Regions from separate parts of the Zea mays genome. Here all the other regions are linked to region 1. A link is a contact called in public Hi-C data. All regions are on one chromosome and are shown on one strand. Each heading gives the region's core, a stretch centred on a gene start, on an enhancer-like site or on the middle of the called end of the contact. The rest is flanking DNA. Distances are from core to core; before and after follow the strand shown. Region 1 holds the start of LOC103654662 (polyadenylate-binding protein-interacting protein 4). Region 2 holds the start of LOC100280151. Region 3 holds the start of LOC103654663.

Region 1 (4,648 bases), core at 1,076-3,575:
TATATATATATATATATATATATATATATATATATATATAATACACACATACATATATATATATATATATGAAGATCTGCATACATTGATATCTAATATTGGAGTTGTATCTAAAGATTCTGATGCCCTGCATAAAATGTCTGTCACTAAGGCATATGCCACATATCTAGATCAGAATTTGTATTATATCAACCAAATAAAGTCATAAAGTAGAAAAATGTTGCAAAAAGTGCTACTTGACATTTGTATTGCACACAATTTGCACAGGTTTTGCCATGACGAGTGAACAAAGGTATAACTAGGTAGCTATGTAGCACAGATACTCCACCTTGAGGCTGTATCCCATATCTGACATGTATCCGATACAGATACACCTCAGATACTTCACGGAGGCGTTTCCCTCCCGTATCCACGTTTTTCTTTCTTCCTATTCATGCACAATACAGCTCTGGATACATACTGGACCAAATTGGATACGGCCCAGCCCAATACACAGCCCAAGAAGGATGAAAACCCTATCCCCACCTGGCCACCCCCACCCGACCACGTCTATCTCGCAAAGCTGCCTAGCATGTGCGTGTCATTGTGTGTGTGTAGTTTTCGCTCAGAAATGAACTAATGCAAGCTTGAAGTACCGTTCAAGCAAAACGTGCTGTGAGAAAGAAAATTTATGCACGGTAACATATGAACAGATGCATTTGCACGAGTTCCTTTCATGTAGAAATCATTATGGTAGTACATAAACTGATCCATTCACAAGGAGTGTAATCAGTAGCAGAGCGCAACCAAGAAACAAGGTACGGCTGGACAGAGAGGAGAGGATGGCCGTTGCCTGGACCACTGCTGGTTGGGGAGGGAGGAACGCTGAGGGCCGCCGCACGGACACGACGCGCAAGAGCGCATACACTGAGGAGGACCGCCGCGCGAGTGCGAGGACGCCGAGGAGGGCTGCGGTCTGAGGCCGGCAGCCGCACGGCGCAGTTGCGCACACCATACATGGGAGCTGGAGACTGGAGGGTGGAGCGCTGCGCCAGAGCGGACGAGCCGCAAATGGAGAAGCAGGCTAGGAGAAGCTGGAGAGGGGAGCTGGAACAGTGGCTGTTGGCAGCAGAGAAGCGGGCTGCGGGAGTACGTGGTGCGGCGTGCAGGAGACTAGGTGAGGTTGAGAGAGACAACGAAGAAGAAGACAGGCGGGCCAAAGTATGGCGTGAGCCATAGCACGCCATACAGGGCGCTCCGCCGTTGAGTGTAATCACGGAATGTTTGTGTAAGATGTTGAAAACAACCGAATCATATGAGACTACATAAAATTATGTAAGACTAAGGGGGTGTTTGTTTGGGATTATAATCTGTCCAGATTATATAATCCAACATATTTTGAAGGGAAATTTGGATCCATACCATTAAAAGATCACCACTTTGGATCCATACCATTACTATCTCACTTACATGTGGGTCCACATGAGTCAATGACATGTGGGGTCCATGGTATATATCTAAAGTTTGGATCTTTTAATGGTATAGATCCAATTGTTCCTATTTTGAAAGTTCAAAATATGTTGGACTTTCAAAATATGTTGGATTATATAATCTGGGCAGATTATAATCCCAAACAAACACCCCCTAAGACCATACCCATCATCTTATTGGACTTGCCAAATGCAACATCTGGCAACTAGATACTACCTTATTGCTAAGTATAATAAAATAGCATTAGCTACATACATCAGGTAGCGCTGGCCAAGGCCAAGTCATGATAGATGCTACTTGGATAAGCTAAATAACCAGCCAAAACAAAGATAGAAAACTACATTACAATAAGCGCACAGCTACCAGAAGAACATGATATAAGCGCATGGAACCAAAATCACGGCAGCGGGCCCAAAACAAAATTCGGGCAGAGGAACTGCTCGTCTGCTCCCATCCTTTCGAGCGGGCGAAAGGGTGCGGATGGACGCACCGCCCGTCCCGAATCCTGATCCAACAGAAGGAGCAGAAAAGAGGAGAGAGGCCCCCGCACGAGGGACGGTCAACTACCTGCTTCGTTGGAACCCTAGGGTTCCGGTGCCGGCCGGATCGCCGCCGGGAACGGGAGTACGAGTCGAGTTGGCGAGGGCCTCCGGTAGCGAGCTGACACGTTAATCAAGTGTGGGTACGGGCGAGGGGAGGGAGACGCGGCCGCAGGAACCCCGGCCTTGACGACGAAGGCGCGGGGGTGGGGGCGGGGGCGGTGGCGGCGGGAGGTGGGGTTGGATCGTTGCAACAGCCGCGGTCGGGGAGGCGGAAGGAAGTCCAAACTCCAAACGAATCGGGGCAGCCTGTGCGTGCGATGCGACGGCGTGAGGTGAGGTGTTAGTTTCCGTTGCCGGGTTCGGGCTTCCGCGGGTGCGTCACGCGGGCAGCCTGCCGGGATGTGCAAAATACCCTATATCTAAATCCCGAATCTGAATTACTCGAATCCAAAAAATCCTATCATAATTTTAGGTAATAATTATATAAACTCGAATTTAGTTTAGCTAGTTTAGGTAATGTTACCCGGTACTCGCGGAATTACCCAAAATACACAGACATGAAGTGGTTTGATACAATATAAATATTTTATTTGGAACAAATTAATAGATATTTAGGCTAACTTAATAATAGATTTGTTGTAAAATAATATGAAGAGCTTTTTTTATATTTCAGATTATTCGGTTTGTTCGGGTTTTAAAGGTTGGAACCGAACCCGACTCATACCTTAAAATATAGCACATATAGGAACCGAACCTAAACTCGAAAACTTGTTCGGGTTTGGTTCGGGTTTCGGTTTAAGGGCATGTTTGGTGCGTGGCCTAAGCCGCCACGGCGCGCTATAGTTTTACCGCGCAGGTGTGGCGGCCGATTCGGCCGCCGTGGCTTAGGCGCGCCGCGATGCCGGATGCGCCACACCAAACTGGCCCTAAAAACCAAACACGGCCTTAGGGGATGGGGATGGTGAAGTTTCTTTACCTATGGGATGTAAACGGGAAAACTCTTTCCCCAACTAGTAAACGGGGACAGGGACAGAGAAGCATTTCCCCATCCTGTTCTTCGCGGGGACTCGTTAAACTTTCATGCGATAATGTTTTCGTGTACTAGTTAATGATAAAAATAAATAATTATTTTGTCAAGTGATCACATATTGTACAAATGTGTCATTTTGATGTACGCATAATGATTTCTTATATCTGACAATGTGTATAAGTGACAATATTTTGCATTAATAATAAAGACGTATGTCCTAATTATAATTTAAGTGGAGACGAAGATCCCCGCGGGAGATTTATCCCTGTGGGAAATGTGGATGGGGAAAAAATGTCCCCCGCAAACGTTTGTGGGGATCCCTGCGGAAAAAAATCGTCGCGGGGATGGGGAGGGGAGGTATTCCTCGGGCGGGAATTCCTCATAGCCTCGTGCGTCTATCTCAAGTGATAGCCGGGTTTGTGACTTGACCATGGCTAGATGTTGGGTAGGTGCCACTGTGCTCTAGACACGAATTCTCCTCCCTTCTTTTCTCCTGTATAAGAGCAACTCGAGGAAATGAAGAGACCCAATCTAATGATTTTTATTTTTTAGGGTGTTGAGCACCATTTGTGGCACTAGGCACAACTGAATGGTCTAGCTCTATGGCCGAACGGTCCGCTCCTAGGCGTGGACGCTCCGTGATTAAATCAGAACAGGCGTGATTAACACCTTTTCCGCGCGTGTTTATTTCTCTAATCTCGCGGATTCTATTGACAAATGATTAAGAACGGGTCCAAATCTCCCCCCATATATGAAGGGGTACGCCCGATTGAGCACATCAACAATCAAATCAAAATCAATATATCTTCTGTTCCTTTCCTTTTTGCCCTAGGAGTAGATAGTAACGTACATGTCTTCACCTCTCTTTGACTCTATGCCGTCTGAAGGCATTTTGGGTGGCCTGGCGATCCCAAGAAAAACTCTAAGATCTCTCCTCCATGACAGGGTTCCTCCCGAGGGGTGAGATTCAGGTGCAGTTGGCGAACGTCGCCACTCTGCACAGACACGGACCATCCGGCGCAGCACACGAAACCTCGCTCCTGCTTCCAGGCCGCAGACCGTCGACCCTAGGCCACGGATCGTCTGCACCGCTGTAGAGAGCCCGCCGACGCGGAATAACTCCTGATTGTTTGGCGCCTAGATCAGTACACACTTTTTGGCGACTCAGCTAGGGAAAAGGCGTTTGGATCCATTGAATCAGCCCCTAATGGTTGGTCCCAAAGACAACTCCGATATTTCCCCAGCAATATCATTGAGACGACTATGGAGGCACTGTTGGATGATGAATAGTAGGAATTCGAGGAGTACATAGAACAACTGATCAAGGAGGTCGGGGTGAAGTACTTGGCAAATTTCATGGTGGATAGGAACCAGAAAATCGTCCGTATACAGGAGACTAATCTGGTGTTACTCCGACTGTAAACCTTGAATAATACCTTAAGTAGTTTTAGCTAGTTTATTGTTTTATAAGAATTATAGTAAGGATCTTTAAGACTTTAGATATACAAGATATGGTATTAGAGTTATTTTTAGTATGTGTTTTAGTGTTGAGACATGTCCTTTTGAATAAGTAGGATGGTGAATTATTTTATCTGAATTGCTCCTA
Region 2 (4,648 bases), core at 901-3,400, 490 kb after region 1:
GATACCATGAGGTACATGCATCCTTTGCCCTAGCCCCTCCTGCATATTTCTGTAAAATCTGGTGCCAGTCAAATTGTTATCCAAATGAGGTACATCATATCAGCTGACTTCACCTGTAAAAGTAATGAAGACACAATACAGTCACATAATATTCAAAAGGTCACAGTTTATATTATGGAAAAGAAGTACAGTGAGTCAGTGCACTCGTTACAATTTGAAACATCAATGCAAGAGACTCTAAATAATATCAGCGGTCCTCAAGTTTTGTTTAGCTTGCTGGCAAGCTAACTGACTGGTGTGACATGATTTAGTTAATATCAAAATAAAGCATATTTTCTCCACAAAATTTAGGTCTATATATCAAAGAGAAAACTAACATGATTACTCAACTTGAAACCCGAGTGAGCAAATCAATCCAACCAAAAATACGGGAGAACTGGAATTTGTTTCCTCAAAAGTGAAACTGAAGAACCTAAATAACCCAACCAAAGTGAGGCATTGCCTGACCTTCTGCTGCCTCACTCGCCAGAGTTGCAAGGGAATGAAGTAAAGGATGGCTTCTCCAGTTGTTCTTCAGATTTTTTTTTCTTGGTGTGGATGTAACTTGAGTTTTGAATGTAACCCATTTATCACATTCACCTATAAAGGCTAGCCTTAATTATATCACAACTATCCAGGACATTTATGAGTTGTCAAAGCCAATTCAGTCATTTCCTTTATTCCAATAATAGCAGATTAATTATGTGATTTGTACAGAAAATAATGTGTCAATTTCATAAATTATTACATATAAAAAAAAGATGCCAAACGCGAGTTGAATAAAAAACATCTTATTTTTCCAAATTTTATTTGGTACAATGAAAAATGATATCACATCAAACCAAACGCGCATGATATTAGCATTTAAAAGATACGTGAATACTCTACTAACTATACACTTAAATCTGATAAAATATGTGAAGATCTTGTTCATAATCAAAGGACTAGTGCAATCTGCATTAATTTCGAACAAATTAATGAGTAAATAATAAAACAGGAAGTCACATATTTATAGTAGTGGTTTTCCGTAACATACTACTTGGAAGCAAACCAGAAACATCATGATTTTGTTGTGATTGTGGGCAATGGTGCAGGATTATTCATTTTATTATCAGAAGCTGTCCTGACGAGGCATGCCACAGACCCTCTATCATCTTGGGTAATGCAGCTTGCATAAATGTCCCGGATTCAAAATTAAGCTCAAAAATAAACTGTGACAAGCATGGCACAACCAAGGCTCCTGTCCCAAGCTAAACTTACACAAAAATCATTGTAAATAGTACACAGTGCCCATGTTCTATTAAGACTAAACTCTTCAAACGTCAAAAGCGGCAGCCACATGCACCATCAGTACTCCAAATCCAAACAACATAGACATGGCGACACTCTTTCACGCAACTAGAAGAGCGATTCATCAGAAGAAGAAGAAATGCCTAGACAACAGCACGGCGGAGCTGCATTCGATCGGAAACCCAAAAGTCTTCGCACGTCTCTAAACCTTACCTGACGCCTCCCCTGTTCTCACGCGCCTCTGCGGAGTGTTGGGAAACCGATCCCAAAATAGACCCCCAGGCGGACCAAAAAAAAAAGCGATTCGCCCACCCAAAAACGCCTCCCGGACGAATCCAAAGACCCAGAGAGAGAGAGAAGGAAAAAAAGGAAAAACAGGAGCGAGCTCCTCAGGTGAAATTACCCGCGAGGCTCTCCACAACACGACCCACATTTCGGCACGCAGGAGAGCGGAACGCGAACGCAGAACAGCCACATACCCCTCCAGAAGCTCACCTCGCCGGCGGAGCAGATCGGGCGCTCCCTTCGAGTCCCGTGGTCCCCCCAACTTCGAAGAACCCGATGCAGTGGACAGCCCCGGACCAGTGCCTCCTCTTCGATCCTCCCGCTGGGCTCCTCGGCCGGAAAACTTCCGGCCCCTCCGCCCCCTCCTCTTCCTCCCGCACCGCCCGCCGGAGCCGCGCGGAGCAGCGAAGGAAAAGCGGCGCAAGAAGAGAGAGAGAGGAGAGAGAGGGAGGGAGAAGGCTGGGTCGCTGCGACTCTCCTTGGGGTGAGAGAGACACCAGTCTAGTAGTAGAGTGAGAAAAGAGGAGTGGGTACGACGAGCTGTAGAAGCCTCTCACTGCTGCGTAGGCCCCCTCCAGTGGTAGCCTTGCCCCTGTGAATGATCTCCCCTGGCGCGCCGCGCGTGCGATGCGAATGCGATGGGTTTCACCGCCAGCCAGGGCGATGCCACGGCCAGGCGGCAGCCCCGGCACGTGTTTTTACCTCGCGCCGAGGCGGGGCCCACACAGGCAGAAGCTGGAACCGCGTGCGGTTGAGTACGGGGCGGGCCGCGGGCGACACCACTACCTGTCGCCTCGCGCGTGCCTTTTATTCGCCTGCCCGATTCGCCCCTCGCGGCCGTTAAAGGCCTTCCGCTTCTGCGGCCGCATCGCGGATGCCAGGAAGTGATGGCGCGCCTCGCGCGGATCGGACGGCTGGACTAGGAACAGCCATGCAGCGCCGCGACCCGTACGTACACACGTCCGCAGATCTGGCACTGGCACACCGGCCGCCACGAAACCTAACGTGCACATCGGATCAAGGGGGCAGGAGCTAACCTGTGTTGGATCGCCGGCCCCGACGCGGCGGTGACGGAAGCGTGGAACAGTCGTTATATTGGCACGGGGCTCTCGCCGGCCGCCGGCGAGGTTTTTGGGGTGTAGCGAGTGACGAGACGGCGGGCGAGGGGATGGAAGGAGAGAGCTGCGGGTGCACAAGTGGTATAAGATCGCGACGCCAGTTGCCCAGACCCGCCAAGGCGAAGTGTGACTGTGTGTGAGTAAAAGCAGCCTATTTTTGCTTTCCCGTCCTGCGATTCTTCGGCTAGACTGACGTGTCCTCCCGTTCCTTTCCTAAGGTTATTCTCCTTGGATATTTTTATTCTCGTTAAACAACATGCCACATAATTAATTAAGATAATATAGCATGTAATTTAACGAAGAGAGATGTGAGAGAGTTTCGTAAGAGATGAGAAAGTTTAAACTCTGGATACAATGTTTCCAAGATAAATATTAACATGGCAGCTTTCAAAACAGTGTAACAAAATGATCACTGAGAATGGCCTAAAGGCAAATGGTACAGATCCGTGAAATAAAAAAAATAACATGACGTAACTTAAACAGACAAAACTGGTTTTAGCCGGAGAATATCAGCTTATTATTTTTTAAGTAGCTGAAAATTCGGTTTTCTATAAACTAAAGCATAAACTTGTGTGTTTGGAACCACTCTAATTTCTATAAACCAGTTTCTTAAAAGCTAGGTGGCTCTTCATCAAACAGGCAAGGGAGGGATTTGGTTTCGTAGAATCCATGGGCGGAGGGATTTGGTTTCGTAGAATCCATGGGCGGTTTTATCATAGGTACGTCAATGCCGTGGGTACGCAAGGAAAAGATAGAGCAGAGATAGGATACAATGTAGCGATAGACTTATAGCTTCGATTGGTGGGCCCGTCGCTTCCAATGTGCTATATTCGACTCAATGAGATTCCCATTCTATATATTTCGGTGCAGAACGGTTAGATAGCTAATATCTAAAAAAGACTATATTGCCCATTTTTATCATCATAGCTTATGAATAAGCGTGTTTTTTTGTTTTCATTGAGTCAAATATTTTTAACTTTAACCAAATATATGTGAAAATATCGATATTTATAGAAAATAATTAGATTTATTAGATAAATTGTTGAGTTTATTATTTTTATAATAAACTTATTTCGAGATATAAATAATATCAAGTAAATATAGTTAAACTTTAAGAAACGTTTATTCAGAAATAGAAAAGGTAAAATATGCCAAAACATGCACATTTATGTAGTATAAACTAGGTAATATGTGGATACTCCTGCTTACAACGAAACAGAGACTTAGAATGTCCAAACCTAATGAACATAGCAAAGTTTAGTTTTTATGACAACTGCACACATTTATTTTAGTTAATAATGCTTATCATGTTTCTCTTACTGATGACAAGCCACACATCCTGCTTCAACAACCCCATAACAATGCATCTAGACATGGGTGTTAACACAGTTCCTCTCATGTCCTCGATAACATGGTCTACCTCTAACTGCATTGAACATTGAATGTTGCGAAGTCATTTAATACAGTGGTACCTTCAATGTGATCGCAAGTCAGGGCACTCTCTACTCACCTCAAACGCCTTCACCATTTTGTTGTGTCGCCCATGTCTATCACTTCGCTGGCCATATATGGTACTCACTATCTTGCATTGCTCGACATCTTGTTTGAGCAATCCATCGCATGAGGAAGCCTGGTACTCTTGTTTCGGCAAACACGTGTGTTGCCTCTACCTCCTTGGATGACGTATTATATAATATGCATGCACCTGTCATCATGCCATCCCTACCAACACTCTCTGCGTCAAGTACACGCACTTTGTCACACAAAGAAGTCCACAACCACCACTCTGACCATTGTGTTGACCACCTCTAACCTGTTGATCACCTATCCAAGGAGGCACTCGTGTTTGCTGCCACGACTTTCTCCTCATGTTGTCTGCCCAATTCTACTCAAGTCTATTTGCACGCTCATTTCTC
Region 3 (4,648 bases), core at 810-3,309, 260 kb after region 1:
AGCCTCTGCTAACAGATACCTACATAATTTCACCAGTGATTGGATTTATATAAAAAAAATACAGCAGAATCATGTGCAGATTGTCATTATTTGGACTACTTAAAATAAGGAATGGAATGGATATTGGATAATCAGCATAAATATATAGATATTGTGTAAAGATCCAACCTACAGGATTGTCCAGGAGCAGAAGTAATTTTTTAGATTGACTATTTGCTTTCCAGCAAAGATCACGCATTTAGGACATCCCATAACATAATTTGCCCCATACTCACAGTAATTACAGAAAGGACTATTTTTTGTGTCTTTATCTAAGAGCAGGCAAACCGAGTGGCAGAAGCTCCCACATGGCTGGTATCTAGAAAAGGGATAAACTGAGGGAAGCCTTTCCCCTGCAAATGCAGAGGGGTTGCTTCAAACCACTACCTGGTGACTCGGTGAGACAGCTCTCACCACTGCACCAAGTCTGCCCTTCTGTGTCTTTATCTAAGGGAGCTTAGATAAAGCAAGGATTGTACATGGTTACTTGACCTACTTGAGATTAGAGTTGCATAAAAAATAGCTCAATTGTATTTGATTGTAGTCCTTGATTACAAACTTTTTGCAAAGAACGGCCACAACAAATATTGAACCTCTAAGTGGGCTTTAGCTTTTTGGTTACCGATGTGGTACATGATCCAAGGATGGTTGAACACGCTCCAGGGACACAACATTTCCACCAAAATCAGACTTAAACTTGTTGATATATCTCATCATCTCAGAAACAGGTCTCTGCAAAAGCATACAACTATTAACAAAAACAAAGCCTTGTCCAGTTGGGAAAGGCTTTAGTTGTCACTATCCTAGCAAATATTTTTTTTCTTCTGATTGACAACGGATGTCACTTTGTAACCATACAGTGGCAAGTTATAAGTACCAAATCATATATGTCAGAACATTCAGGAAATTGCATCATGGGAGAGATGATGATCAGACATTTGTAAATGAGGACGAATGAGCGAAATAATGCAATGTGTCAGTACAATGGGAAGCTAGGCCCAGTATAGGCATTCAAGCATTTCATGCAATCCATTTGCAAGGAACTAGTTGGGCAGCATAGTGAGTCCTAGGATATTGATCAGGTAGGCTAGTCGGAAAATAGACACTAGAAATTCTTGAAACAAAATATAAAAACAACGTATCTGGAAAATCTATATGGTTTGTGACTGTTATATTAAGCTGAGACCCAGATCAATTAGATCAAGCGAGGACATCAGAAGATAAGGTGATGTTTCTTCATGGTAAAAGCATGAAATGTCACATTAATAGTATCAGACATGCAACTATACCAAGATGGTTTTTGCTCAGAAGTGTCCCAAGATGGTGTGCCTACATTTGGTGGATGGCACACTACATATCATTACAAAATACACAAACATGCAGATTTCATTATGCTTCCCCCACCAGAAGAGGCAGGAAACTCTATGTCCAGCAACTAATAAACATTCTAGTTTCCAAAAAAAAACTTTCGTACAACATAACCATAACAGCTAATGCTTACTTTTACCGCATGCACCATTCGGACAAATCTCCAGCCGAAAATGGCTGCACAGATCTATCTAGCGATCCGTCAATCGTGATCGGTAAGGTACAGGACGAGCCGGGCAACGAAATTTAGGAGATGCCAACGCACGGACCTTGTAGACGCACTCGGCGAGTACCATGGCGCAGAGCAACTCCTGGAGCTCGGCTACGGTGTCGACGCGGACAGCGCGGCAGAGCTCGCGGAGCTGTCTGCTACGACGTTCGTACTCCTCCCGGAACATGCGTTCCCGCTGGCGTCTGCGGTCCCCGGGCCACGGCCAGGCGGGCCGCGGCGGGGGCCAGGGCCACCGCGGCGCCTGCGGCAGCGCCGCCGCCCAGGGCTGCAGCCGCGCCGCCTGGTCCCGCACCCAACTCTCCACGCGGCTCGCCAGAGCGGCCGCCATTGGCGTGGGGTGAGGACGTGAGGTCGGGGTTGGCGATCTGTTGCGGCAAGAGGGGACGGAGGGGACGGAGGACGGAGGGGAAGCGTGTGGGATATGCCCGGTATATTTTGCGGCTCAAGTAGATCCGAAGTCCGAGTGTTAATGTTAATTGGAGACATGTCGGTTTGGTACGCAATCTAGGAAAGCTTCACTCACATATAATATATAAGGATATGTTTGGAAGTGAATTATTTTCTTAGTTTTGTAGAATAATGTAGTATTTGAGATATTGTGTTATTTTTTTCTAGTACAGTGTTTGGTAGACTCTTCAAAATTTCTGTTTTCAAAATTGCAGTTTTCGCTATGCTGTATTTTTTCACAGTTTTGGAAAGTTAGCTTTAGACCAAAATTTTCAATATTATGGTAAAAAAATTGTGGATATGTCTTGGCATTTTAAAATTGTAGTATTTCAAAACTAAAGTTTTTAAATACTTTATTTCTAAACAGGGCCTAATTAGGTCACTAGCAAAGTAATCGTACGTTACTACGATTTCTATTTATACTTAAATATTGTATAAAGTACAAAACACAAAGGTATATATATTTTGTGGGCTAGATAGGTGATAATGTGATTTTAGAGAATTTCTATTTGTATATAATTTTATATTTTTACCAATTAAATGTTTAAATGTGGATTCTTCTGAGTCAGGGGACGGCGAATTGATTACAAAAAAGATAAGGAGCTTTTTAAAAAGTGACGACGGTGAAACCGTGGAACCAAAAATAATTGATGATTTAATATAGTAGAGATTCTCCATGGGTAATTTTATCGCACTGTTTACAAGACTATTATGTTAATATTTATCTAGAAAACAGCTTATCTAGAGTTTTATCCTCATGAAACTCTCTAATCTCCCATAAAACTCTCTCGTATCTCTCATTAAATTGTATATCATGTCATCCTGTTTGTTTAGGTGATATGTCATTTGTTTGTTTAGGTGACATGTCATTTAATGAGAACGAAACTCCAACCGAGAATGCCTTAATCATAATTTCATGGCACTTTTTTCAAGATTATCATGTCAACATTTGTATAAGAAACGATTTTTCATCTCCATGAAACTCTCCTATATTTCCCCATTAAATTACATGTCATGTATCCTATTTGTTCGTATAGTATGTTATTTAATAAGAATGACACTCTGATGAAATTGCCACTGAAAATGGCCTTAGTGAAGATCGCTTAGTTCACAGTAATAGACAAAGATCGTTCAGTTATTATAGTGATTGATTGAGCAATCTTTAGTAATTATACTCTGGTGAAGCTTTATCTAAAGTGACGAATAATATATATATATACGCACTAGTACAATACTCGTGCGTTACGACAGCGACAATATCTCCACGACTCCCTTATCCATCTTTCCAGCAAGCCCAACTCGCCTCACCTGCTAAGCTCTATTCCCAGCTTTCCTTCCATTTGCCTCCCCCAACCAAGCAAAGCCAACCCACCACCCCAGCAAACTAGGAATTGCCATTGATAAAATCCAAGCATCGTCACATCAGCGAGTTACTTTATATATATATATATATATATATATATATATATATATATATATATATATATATATATATATATATATATATATATATATATATATATAAGTCCTGTGCTTCCAATAACTAGAGGAAGCCCAGACCAGACAGTACAATCCGGTCGAGCCGGACCAGGTCCAGACGTCTATAAAAAAAATATGGAGTGTTAGGGTTCAGTACGAACCATTCGATGACAACAACAGGGGTTTTGTACGAAGGATACAAGAATATGAAGTTAAGGAGGCGCTAAAAAGGATGAAGGTAGGAAAGGCGATGGGCCCTGATGGTATCCCTATCGAGGTATGGAGATGTCTTGGAGACATAGCGATAGTATGGCTGACTAAGCTTTTCAACACCATCTTTCGGGCAAACAGAATGCCCGACGAGTGGCGGCGGAGTACATTAGTACCAATCTTCAAGAACAAAGGAGATGTCCAAAGTTGTACTAATTACCGTGGAATTAAGCTCATGAGCCATACAATGAAGCTATGGGAGAGAGTCATTGAACACCGCCTGCGAAAGATGACGAGCGTGACCCAAAATCAGTTTGGTTTCATGCCCGGGAGATCAACTATGGAGGCCATTTTCTTACTAAGACAACTTATGGAGAGATTCAGAGAACAAAAGAAAGACCTGCATATGGTCTTCATAGACTTGGAGAAGGCTTATGACAAAGTACCTAGGAGTGTAATGTGGTGGGCCTTGGAAAAACACAAAGTAGCAACAAAGTACATTAATCTTATTAAAGATATGTACACTAATGTTGTGACAAGTGTCCGAACAAGTGATGGAGACACCGATGACTTTCCAATTAACATAGGACTACATCAAGGGTCGGCTTTGAGCCCTTATCTTTTCGCTTTGGTGATAGATGAGGTCACAAGGGACATACAAGGAGTTTTACCGTGGTGTATGCTTTTTGCCGATGATGTGGTACTTATTGAGGAGAGTAGGAGTGGTGTTTCTCAAAAGTTGGAATTGTAGAGGCAGACGCTGGAAGCAAAAGGTTTTAGGCTTAGTAGGTCTAAAACAGAGTATATGAAGTGTGATTTCAGTGCCATGGGGTATGAGGATGGCGATGTTAGTCTTGATGGGCAAGTGGTACC

What was found. A called contact is a pair of places that touch in the nucleus more often than the background predicts.
Region 2: a Hi-C map of ear shows a contact between it and region 1, with 2.1 times the contacts expected there. The contact joins the promoter of LOC100280151 here to the promoter of LOC103654662 in region 1. A contact is called at or near these places in 2 of 25 Hi-C or Micro-C datasets (ear and leaf).
Region 3: a Hi-C map of leaf shows a contact between it and region 1, with 5 times the contacts expected there. The contact joins the promoter of LOC103654663 here to the promoter of LOC103654662 in region 1. A contact is called at or near these places in 10 of 25 Hi-C or Micro-C datasets (ear, endosperm, leaf and 4 more).

What each region holds. Positions count from the first base shown.
Region 1 is chr4:224,740,657-224,745,304 of Zm-B73-REFERENCE-NAM-5.0, forward strand. It overlaps LOC103654662 (polyadenylate-binding protein-interacting protein 4), which reads right to left and starts at 2,326. Exons shown (of 15, transcript XM_008681499.3): 1 at 2,038-2,326.
Region 2 is chr4:225,227,602-225,232,249 of Zm-B73-REFERENCE-NAM-5.0, forward strand. LOC100280151 reads right to left here and starts at 2,151. Exons shown (of 18, transcript NM_001320528.1): 1 at 1,825-2,151; 2 at 1-113. The coding sequence starts at 45.
Region 3 is chr4:224,997,444-225,002,091 of Zm-B73-REFERENCE-NAM-5.0, forward strand. LOC103654663 reads right to left here and starts at 2,060. Exons shown (of 14, transcript XM_008681502.4): 1 at 1,677-2,060; 2 at 662-771; 3 at 1-19. The coding sequence starts at 1,967.